2 separate regions of the Hordeum vulgare genome follow, and region 2 is linked to region 1. The links are chromatin contacts, called in public Hi-C maps. All regions are on one chromosome and are shown on one strand. The core of a region is the stretch at or near the end of the contact, and the rest is flanking DNA. Distances in the headings are between cores, read along the strand shown.

Region 1 (5,409 bases), core at 878-3,377:
AGTAACATAGGTAGTCTCATAGATGTCACCTAAGAAAAAATATGATATGGCAATTAATTAATAAGAAGAGAGAGAAATTAAGTAACTTAACATGTTACTACCCCTATGAGTAACGTAACGCATATCAAGGCAAGATGAGTATATAAGCTAATAAATGAAAGGCTCAATGTTACTATCCATATGTTACCATCAACTCTGAAGATAGTAACTTAGACTAGTAACATATGTATGTTACTACTCTATGTTACTCACCATTGTGGGTAGTCTAACACTTTTCACCGCCCACACTAATTGCTAGCACCCATTACCACCGCTAGGTTAGGTAGCCAGCTAGCAACCACAACAGCCGCCCACCTAGTGATCGGCAATGCCATCTCCACCCAAAGTCGATATCCATGTTTCCATCCGGAGCCCTCCACGCAAGATGGACCACCGAGAGCCTTGCCACCACCTTCATTGGCGCCAAGCGGGCTTGCTTTCAACCACCTCTAACGGTGATGAGGGAGAGGGATGGGGTGTGGGCGTAGGTGTGGTGGAAGGTTGGCGGCGAGCTAGGTGTTCGCTCTCATTTTGTTACTGTTGAAATATATTGCCCGTCTCTTCTCGTCAGTTCAGACATTTGGATGAATTGGTTGTAGCATGAATTCAAAATTCATATCAGATCGAGGAGATCTTAAGTTCAAGACCCTACCAATGCAGTATTGAAAAAAAATCCACAACTACATAAATATCATGTCTAAGGACTAAATAACCCTAAACATGAATAGACGTGCTAAGTATATATATTGTCAGTCTATTTTCATCAGTTTAAACTTTTGGATGAATTAATCAAAGTATGAATCCAATAGTCATCAAGGAGTGGCACATTCACGAAGGGCAGATGAAGTCCTACCTTAGACCTTCTATTTAATCGACTGTTTCATGGGCGAGCCCTGCAATAGCGTAAAACGGTAGGATGCTCACAACGAGAAGAAAACAAACATCATATAGCTGGGAATGACCGGGACGCCTGGCAACTAGTGGCGTATCTAGGGGATGTGCCAGGTGTGCCATGGCACACCCAGAATTTTGAAGAATGTTTTCTTACCATGTAATAATTAGTTGATTTTTAAGACCCATCCAAGCCAAGAAAAATAGATCTCACTTTTTTTGAAGTGTGCAACCCTTCATTTTATTTGTAGGTCCGCCACTACTGACAACTATTCTTTTATTTGGAACTAATAAGTCGATTAACTTTCAAAAAGTTCAATTTAATATGCGTGGCTATATAATGTCTTCACATCATATGTAGTACATGCCCGCAGGTTGCATGTATTCACTCACGGATGTACGAATGCATGGCTAAGTACATGCACGTAAGTACTCCCCCGAAAGAAAGAAAAAATGGTACTAATTGAGTAGGGCATGAAGGTCTGTCGTGATGATGGTTGGCTGCAAGTTGTACATATATACTTGCATCATACTTCTTTCGTAAAGAAATAGGGAGTACATTGCGATGCGTGCTTGCCCGACTGAGTTACATTCATGCAACTTCTTCAGAAAAAATACTCCCTTTATTTCAAGACATATGTCTTTCTGAAGGTTTCATTAATAGATTACATATAGATGTATATAAACATACTTTTAGATTTAACCCCTTATAAAATCTTTTAAAAGACTTATGTTTAGAAATGGAGGGAGTAACATGCATGCATGTTATTGTTTTACGCGCAGATATAGCTTAACTCGGGCGGACGGATGGGCTATATCCAACCTTAAAAATGCAGCGCAATTATTTTCTAGTAGTTTTCTTATTGCAATGGAGGAAAAATTAACCGACCAACCCGAAATCAAGGTGACGTGACACATCAGGTTTCATGAATAAAGAAACGTGGGAGTTAATCATGGGGATCAATTAATTACTAGTACTTGATTGCACTGATTGAGCGTTGATAGGCGACACAAGTGTATTTCTCGTGATGGTGTGTGCTTGTGTGTTGCGAGATAGCCCATTTTATAATGTAATGTAAGATGTCCCATCCCAATCACACGGACAAAGACAACCGCGACGGCGACGCCTCCTTGTGCGAGATTGATCGGTGAGAGGGAGGAAGAGGAAGGCGGCGAGGGCAAGCTACGCCGGCTAGTTAACTAACGGCATGGGAGCTGTCTCGTCGTTGATCCCTCTAATCATGCAATTAGTCAAAGAGATTAATCGTCCGTAGGGGTCAACATAATCTCTCTCTAATAATAAAGCACCGTGTGGTGTGCTTCTGACCGTCGTGGTTGTTTTGCATAAAACCCCATGCAGTTTTCCGAAATCAACCTGTAGTCCCGATTTAAGTGAATAACCAATCGTTTTTGTATTGTTTACAGATAACCCCTATGAGTTCCCGAAATCAACCCGCAGTACATAATTAGCTGAGAGAACGAAACTTTTTCGGAGTTTTTGTAAAAAGCTCCTTCAGTTTTCACAAAATAAATCCGTAGTACATACTTGAGTAAAAAAAACAATCGTTTTCTGTATGTTTTCGAAAACACCCCTACAGTTTTTAATTAATTAATCTGTAGTTTAATTATAAGTGCAAAATACTTTAAAAAATCATATCTTTTAAACGATAACTTCAATTTTACATTATTATATATGAAATTTTATTAAAAAATATGTAGAATCTGAATATAATGTTAGTTTATCTATTTAATTTTTTTAAATTGTGTTTATAATATCATTTTAATAAATAGTGATGCGCACAGTCTAAACATAATGTTATTTTATCTATTTAACAATTTTAAAATTATATTTATGCTGTAATTTTAATCAATAGCGTACAATCCATTTTTTCACAACAAGGCCGGTCCATGTTGTTAATTAATCCGCGGTTCAATTATAATTAATACATACTTTAAAAAATTATATCTTTTAAACTGTAACTCTAATCTTAAATTATTACATATGGACTTTCATTCGAAAAATGTGTTGAATCGAAATATAATGTTTCTTACCTATTTAATTTTTTAATTTCTATTTATAATGTAATTTGAATCTATAGTGATGCGTACAATCTAAATATGATGTTATTTTACTTATTTAATAATTTTTAAATTCTATTTATGCAGTAAGTTTAAATAAAGGTCTTAAATTATGATTATTAGGTTATGATATGTTTGTACGGTTTGCTCCCGTTGCAACGCACGGGCTCTTTTGCTAGTTAGTGGTAAAGAAAGTAACTTTTTGTGTGCCTTTTCCTCTTTTGATGTCTCGACTAAAGTTTTAGAAAAGGCATAGCCAAAAGTAAAAAGTAAAAGAAGGTGAAAGTCAACTGGTGATAAGGTCTGAGTCAATACATCGTCTCTTATCGCGTTATTATAGAATCATTAATAATTTAAAATACAATCATGCCAATGCATTGTTTTATATCTATATTTAATAATTTGGGGTAATACATGCATATGATTGAACTAGAATTATTTTTTGTCTATAGGGTTGTATGTTAGTTAAGATACAACCCCGCTCTCTTTTTTTATTAACTAGTATGTCACGTCAGCAAAATGACTATGAAACCGCGTTAAAAAAATAGCATTGACACATGCCTAAACATGTGTGCTTTTCTGGGTTTTGGGACCAATTCTGGTGTATTCTAACTAATGAGACAAACCGGGATTGATTAGCTGGATGGCCAACAAACAGGTATCACAATTTATTATTATTACAGTAGTTTTCCAATCAGGTTCTCCGAGCATCTGACTCGTGAACAGTATTCGCCGTGGCCAGCTGCGTTGCATGATGCTCAATTTGCTGCTGATTCCGCCCATTCTTTCATGATTTTATGGAAGCATTCATGCAACCAAATATATAAAGTCATGGTTGTCATCGAGTGTGCGCGTGCAAATGTGAGGCGGCGTCACGTTGTACAAAAAGCATATTTGTATGGCCCTCCCGCGAACACTGTACACGCACTCCATGATCCAACCAAAGTTGTCGGTACAGTTCTTCTTGGCTTGCAAAAAATAAAAAATAAAGTGAAAGTCAATGCACCATGTCTGAGTGTTACTTTCTGACTTTCTGTAATGCGCCTAATGCACCGGTACGGTCCCAGATCCTGGAAAACCCATCGGAAACACCGCTCCACACGCTCTCCGTCGGCGCAAAGCGCACCAACGTAACGAGGATATGGCATGGAGAACATTATATATACATATCCAGGGGCAACACCGCTGCCATGCTGCCCCAAACCAAACACCGAGACTTCGAAAGAGAACCTATATAATAACACCCATGCAGCTGTATGACAGATTCAGGTTTGCTTGTCGAGCTCGCGGCCCTCCATAGTCATGCGCTGATACCATCTTCTCCAATGATCTTGCTAGGCTGTGCCATCTATGGAGAACAACGCGCTAGATCCATCTGGCCGTCGTTGTTGCACTCTGCTTGACGAAAACCCCGGCTCGAGCACCCTCTCCTTTGGCGTCGCGCATATATATTCCATCCGCGACGGCGACGGCGACGGCCGTGTGTACGTACGCGCGCCACAGTAATTGCACTGCTCGGTCGAGCTTCCATCACATCCAGCATAGTTGCTGTCGATCGCGAGCAGAGTAGCTTGGCGGGGTGGGGAAACGGTTGTCTGCAAGTAAGCTTGCAAGTTGCAACGGCTTCCACCTCAACCCGCGCGCACACGAAGCGGCGGCACGCACGCACCAAGACTGCTAGGCGCCTAGGCTCAACAACAAGCACATGTGCCGCGCCGTCGTCTCCTGCTCCTCGACCGATCGCGCAACAAAACACGACGCATCTCCCCCGTCGCTAGCTGCGACGGTGCCGGCCGCGGCGACCCGCACACATCGGCCTCGGCTCCATCGGGGGAACCGCGCGCGACAAAGCTAGCTCTCGTCTCGGTCGCGTCCCCGATCACGTCGGAAATGATGGGCCGATCGATCGAGCCGGTGCCGAACATTGCGCCCTCCCATCGCCGTGTAGCCCCTGTCCCCATCGACCTCCGGCCGGCTCCGGCGCATGGCCGGCTATCAAGGAACCGGCCCATAGGTCAGAAATGTGGCACTTCGCGTACCCATGCATGATGTACGTACGTCAGTACGTGGCAGAACAGAAAATCACTGTGCTTGTTGACCCTGGGTGGGGGCTATCGAGCTAGCTTGATGTATACGTACGCAAAAGGAAGCAACTTCATGATCGACGCCAGCGCGTCTCTGGTTCTCCCAACAACACAACAAAGTACACCGCTTCATGATATTGCGGACCTTCACTTGTTGTTGTGGACAATGATGTGGCGTCCGCCGTGTGCATGCACCGTCGCAGCCTCACCCGCACGCGTGGCTCGTGGCTCACTACGTAGGAACACGAGTGATCCACGCTGACTAATATTGTTAACACGTGTTTGAACACAATACTAGCACTAGTGGAAAGCGGGC
Region 2 (5,752 bases), core at 1,949-4,448, 140 kb before region 1:
TCGTGTGTTAAAATCTCGGATCGTTTACACCGTTCGGTTTTCTCACGTCGAGATCTTTAAAAGTAGATTAAATATTAATAGTTTGACAAACTTTTTTTACGAAAAAAACAGATGCCAAAAATCATGCCTCTCGTGATAGAAAAATAAATAAAAAATGTGTTTCTTTTTTTCCTTTTCGAGAGGCACACTTGCGAAAACAAAACTGTGTCTCTCACGAAAAAAATATAGAAAACATGTTTTCTCCGTGCCTTTCGTGAAGGCAAGACGGTGCCTCTCGCGTAAGTAAAACCGTGTCTTTCGCGGAAAAACAAACAGAAAACACGTTTTTTTCCGAAAGGCACTGCTCACAAAAGCAAAACCGTGTCTCCCGTGAAAAAAAATGCGTTTACCTCTTTCTGAGAGGTACAACCGTGCCTCTCGTGAATGAAAAAATCGTGTCTCTCGTGAAAAAATAACAGAAAACATTTTTCCATGCAAAAAAATGTAAAAAAAGTCGTACAAAAGCTAAGAAAACCAATGAAAAACCGTAATACCAAAAAAATCCCTAGAAAAGAATCTGAAAAATCAGAAACGCGTGTGAAAAAATAAAAAAAAATCTGAAAAAACGCTCGAAACGCGACACGTGACGACGTTTGAAAACGCAACCAATAACAACGCGTGAGAGCAATCGTTGCAAGGTTTCTAAGGGAATGGTCCTCAACTAGTTGCTTCGGTTGCCTGCCCATTCTTACGCACGGAACAAAATGATTTTTTTTTTTTTACTTGCAGCAAAAGGCTAGTCAGGGATCTCGCGAGAAAAAAAAGGGGCTAGTCAGGGCTAGAAGGATTGAAAATAAAAAGACGACGTTCACTTTTAGGTTGGTACTCCTGCGTAAGTGGGATACGTAAGAACGGCATGGACGTGTCGCTTGCTACATAGCCGGATGACGCGCCTGTGATAGAGTACGTGGCATTGCGAAGAAGCATGCATGCACCTACGGCTCCGCTCCCGTGGTGAACCGGTAGTACGTGGCCGCATCTGCATCGGTGCCCTTTGTTCTCTTACATTTTGACCACGTCAGCCGTACCTACGTACGTGCATGCACGCGAGATTGTTTTGCAGTCGAAGCTACGCATCGCATCGCATATCATATATAGCGCACGCGTGCACGTGTCGTGAGCTGCGAGGCCAGGATGGATGCATGCTCCACACAACTACTCATAAAATATACCGATGATATATACCGCGAGCGTGCATGCATGCACCTACAGCTCAGCTCTAGTCGTTACGTGGCTGACTGGTTGTACAGACGCTCTTTGTTATCATGGTTTAGTATCATTTGACCGGCCTCCTAATTAATAACAAATGACACCTACCTATAAAAAGTTGGTTTGCTTATGTTTATACGGCTACTGTACTTTACATGTCCAATTCAGGTACTGCACCCCCGTTTGCATCTGGTGATGACCTCAACTTCTCTCTGTTTTTCTTTTCTGTTCTGCTGTGCCTATGGTGAGAAAATATGATTCACAAACTAATAGTATGGCAAATTAGGTTAGTAGTCCTTCTGCTCTTTTTTATTCAAGAAATAAAACCACGACATTTTATTTTGAAAGGGAGAGAGTGTGCATCAACTTATCGTAAGATGTACGGTGACATGATTTTAGATGCCCGACTTACATTATACTTTCTCTGCCTTAAAATAACTGTCTTAACTTTGTATTAGCTTTAGTATAAAATTGTATTAAAATTAAGCTATTTATTTTGAGACGGAGGGAGTATAAAATATGACAAGGGTCGAATCATTTCACAAAAGCTCACGCCTATGCGTTCCCATCCGTCCTTTACACGCATACATTTATGATATGTTTTATAGTTTTAGGAACGCTATGTATTAAGTTACAAAGTAAAAAATATATATGATACCAGGATGGTTCACCTAATACAACATCGATCGTAGACTGTTTTTCTATTATGAATATAATGACATCTTATTTATGTCACAAGAACCACATAGTAAAGAAGAACTATCGATTTGAGTTTTCTCTTAACAAATGAAAATACATCTTGCATTTGGAAATCGAGGGTATTGAAAGTTTAGCACAAATAAACATAGCTATTAGAGAGAAAACGCAGATAGGCAAACATGTGGGGATTGTGTCGATGACACGATGCACTAATTAGCCTTGCCACATCATATCTGAAGATTCTGTCCACGTTAGTATATGCAGACGTCACTGGACAAATATGCTACGGGAATGTCATCGACCCATCTTCATTATATGTATATATACTACTGTAGTGCTAGACTATCCAGAGCAGAATAAGTTGCTTCTGGACAACACTTCTATTAAATTTGATTTTAAAAGTTGCCCTCTTTGTACTATATTGCTGGAGTATATCCAGAGCAGAATACATTGTTTAATTAACCCTCTATCATTACCTGTAGCCATATATAGATGATGCCGGTGCCCCAGTGCCGTCTCATTCTTCCCATTCTTTTTTCTACTTAAGTGAGTCTGGGATTGTCAATTGTATAGTATTGGTACTATAGGTGGACCAAGTAATACATACACCAGATGTATGTATTACTTGGTCCACCTATAGTATTTCTTCTGGAGAAGTTAGGCACTAGTGGAAGTACAAAAAAGAAATGTATGATACAGGCAGGGTCCACTGATATTCCTGCAGAGCCAATGATCAGCAGGACATCCTTCAACTGATTGATCAAAATGTTATACTTGCTTGTACACGCTAGCTGTTCATTGGATTGGATATATCACAAGTGGTACTATACGTGTCTCCAGTTAACAACTGTACAGCATATCTATGCTACCATATATATACAACTGTACTATACTGTGCGTGCACATACACACTCTGACATCCGCATGCACACCACGAGGCTGCAAACTGGAGTGGCATGGAGCATCGTGCATGAACATGCATATATGCATGTTTGTTAGTACAATCTACTAACACATGTACAGTAGTACGCTCTGCGAATATCGTATCATCTGTCCGGTATCGCAAACCGATTGATCATTTCACAATCATGCATGTATGCATCGTAGTACTATAATGGAGTCAAGATGAGGACCAGCGCTTGATGATGTGCCCTAAGATTCCGTAAAGCATGGGTCGCCGTCCGATCCCTTGGGGGGAAAGCTAAGACAAGTAAAGAAAAGGGACGTCTCGTCCAGTTGTGATCCACATATATATACATCGATCTACACATGCGTCGATCGATCGATCGTGTGTATCGCTGTGGTCCGGTAGGTGATGATACGATGGAAGGAGAAGAAGCGAAGGAAGGAAGCAATTATACATAGCTAGCTAGGTTGGCTGATTGATCGCGAAGGCAAAGCCATGGTCCTGCTCCTGCCCTGCCTACCTTTCTACGACAAACTTAAAGCTACCACAAAAGCAGCTCCATCTGCTGTTCCAATCTTCCACAAGAGTGAGCTTTTGACCGCCGCCAAAGCTCAACTATATATCTTCTCACAAGCGATATTAGAAGGGCAGTAACAAACATTTAAGATAATTCGCTAGCTTTTTTCCCCTTGAAATAATTCACTAGCTAGATATATAGGTGCCACTGGTAAGGAATTGCATTCCTTTCGTATTGTCTATATATGAAGGGATTATCTCATACGTACTAAACGGGTAAAGACATGTGCGCTGGTTGATAGGACGGTCTTATCTTACTCCATTTATGCCGTCTACAGAAAATACAAATTACATGTTGTACAATAGATTCTCACGTTTGCTCCATCTCTCATAGTTTTAATTTTTGTTTGCATACTCCAAATATCATGACAGAAATAAAAGTAAACTTGAAACTATGAGAGTACGAGAAGACATGTCGTAATGGGGAAAATGCCTTATATTTCTTAACGAGGCTCGACTTGCGGTTACTAAACTGTATTGCACTTATTTTAATTTAATATGAAAATTAGTCATGAAAGTTGGTAAAAGTGGGTCAAACAAACTGTAAAATATGCAAAAGTGCCATCACAAAGGGTTTATGATAATCCACTTCAATGGCAAATGCAGCCTAAGAGATCACCTCTTAGTTAGGAGAAGGCAATCCTATGTTTTTGTTTCTCTTCTAGCTCGGCAACATCATGTGCGTCATTACTAAGATAATACTATGGTACTTGCACTAATGATTTCAAGTTCACCTAAGGTATGCATGCGCACATTAAACTTACTTTATGTCATCTAAACAACAACAAATCATTATTAAAAGTGTATGTTCACACAATTTAGTACTCCCAAGTTCCAAAATACTTGAAGTTATAAGTTTGTCCCTAGTCAGAACTTTTAAAGTTTGACCAAGATTATAGAAAAATATGCCAACATCTGCAACAGCAAAGCGGCTTCATTAGATTTATCATAACACATGTTATTTATACAACATATATTTGATGTTGCAAATACTACCTTTTTTGTATAAAATCTGTCAAACTTAAAGAAGTTTGGCTTAAGACAAACGTGGAACTTAAATTATTTTGGAAACGAGGGAGTAATTGACATAAATGAAAGTATTGTATTCTTAATATGTCAAAGGGAGAGCTGCAAATAAGGGAAATATATGGAAAATACCTTTTTTACTCCCTCCGTCCCATAATGTAACAAATTTTTTGACACAAGGGAGTAGTACAAAACAAAACTCTACTAATTGGGGTTCATGGAGGCATGAAGGATAGCCAATGAGCAACTTTGACTAATAATCTTTGTATGAACATGTGACTAATATTTATAAGAAATAACATAATAAAATTTTGTGAGACAAATCTAATGTTGTAAATCTTAGAGCTAATATGGATTACAAGAACTAGGAAACACATGATTGGTATCTCACATATTATCGATTTGTAGAGTACCTCAAAAGACATGAGTTTGGCAACTGCTCCACCTGGAAAGGACACGTGAAATGAACATAGTATTTTTTGAGACAAATCTAATATCATAAATCTTACAACTCGTCTTGATTGCAGGAATTAGGAAACACATAATTGTTATCTCACAAACGGATTTGTAGAGTACCTCAAAACACATGACTTTCTGAGAGCAATTGTAGGTTGACTCATCTATTAGAAAGGCTGGATAAGTAGTGGTCCCGTCCTACCAATATATTTTTAACCCTGATTTAGCTTGGTTCCATGTTAAATTATGTTTTCTATGTCTTGATGTTCTATGACGCAACTGGGAGTGGACCTGGGAACCTATGCCACTTTATTATGTTTGGCTTGAAGCTCGAGAAGGATGTAAGATACATTATATCTTGTTACTACAACATATAAGTTGATGTATATCTTCTTCTCCTGTGATGAGTAACGATCATAGAATTACTACACAACGGTGTTGAAATTATACTTTGTTCCACTACAAATTTTTTATTATCATAAATGTGTGCTAATTTCAAACACATGCATACTAATTGATAATGATTTTGGGTTCTAGAGCATTGCAATAACAAAAAAGCATGAGTGCTCGAATAAAATGTATTTCCTCCCATCTACACAAAAAAGTCGCTACCTGAGAGTCCACTTTATCTTCGTTTACTAATTAAAATAAAAAAAATCCTTATGTATTTATGGTATGTCGAAGCAAAAAATTTGAAAGAAAAGTCAAGTATACCGGCAAAATAACTTTTCCACACTTAACTAAGCTTAATAGGAAGGGGTGTGCTAATGGGGCATAAAGGGAATAAAACTGATACTCCCTGAACACGAAAACCTAGCATAGTTTAACTTATTGTGAACT

The links. A called contact is a pair of places that touch in the nucleus more often than the background predicts.
Region 2: a Hi-C map of leaf shows a contact between it and region 1, with 3 times the contacts expected there. The contact joins two enhancer-like sites. A contact is called at or near these places in 2 of 6 Hi-C or Micro-C datasets (leaf and seedling).

What each region holds. Positions count from the first base shown.
Region 1 is chr6H:547,735,204-547,740,612 of MorexV3_pseudomolecules_assembly, reverse strand. No RefSeq gene overlaps it. Among protein-coding and RNA genes, the nearest start is that of LOC123403080, 32 kb to the right of the region's middle. Within about 2 kb of position 2,127, at least 2 of the 3 cell types and tissues checked have open chromatin away from gene starts, as enhancers often do. A contact at or near this core is called in leaf, where this site is marked.
Region 2 is chr6H:547,873,732-547,879,483 of MorexV3_pseudomolecules_assembly, reverse strand. No RefSeq gene overlaps it. Among protein-coding and RNA genes, the nearest start is that of LOC123402207, 26 kb to the right of the region's middle. Within about 2 kb of position 3,198, at least 1 of the 3 cell types and tissues checked has open chromatin away from gene starts, as enhancers often do. A contact at or near this core is called in leaf, where this site is marked.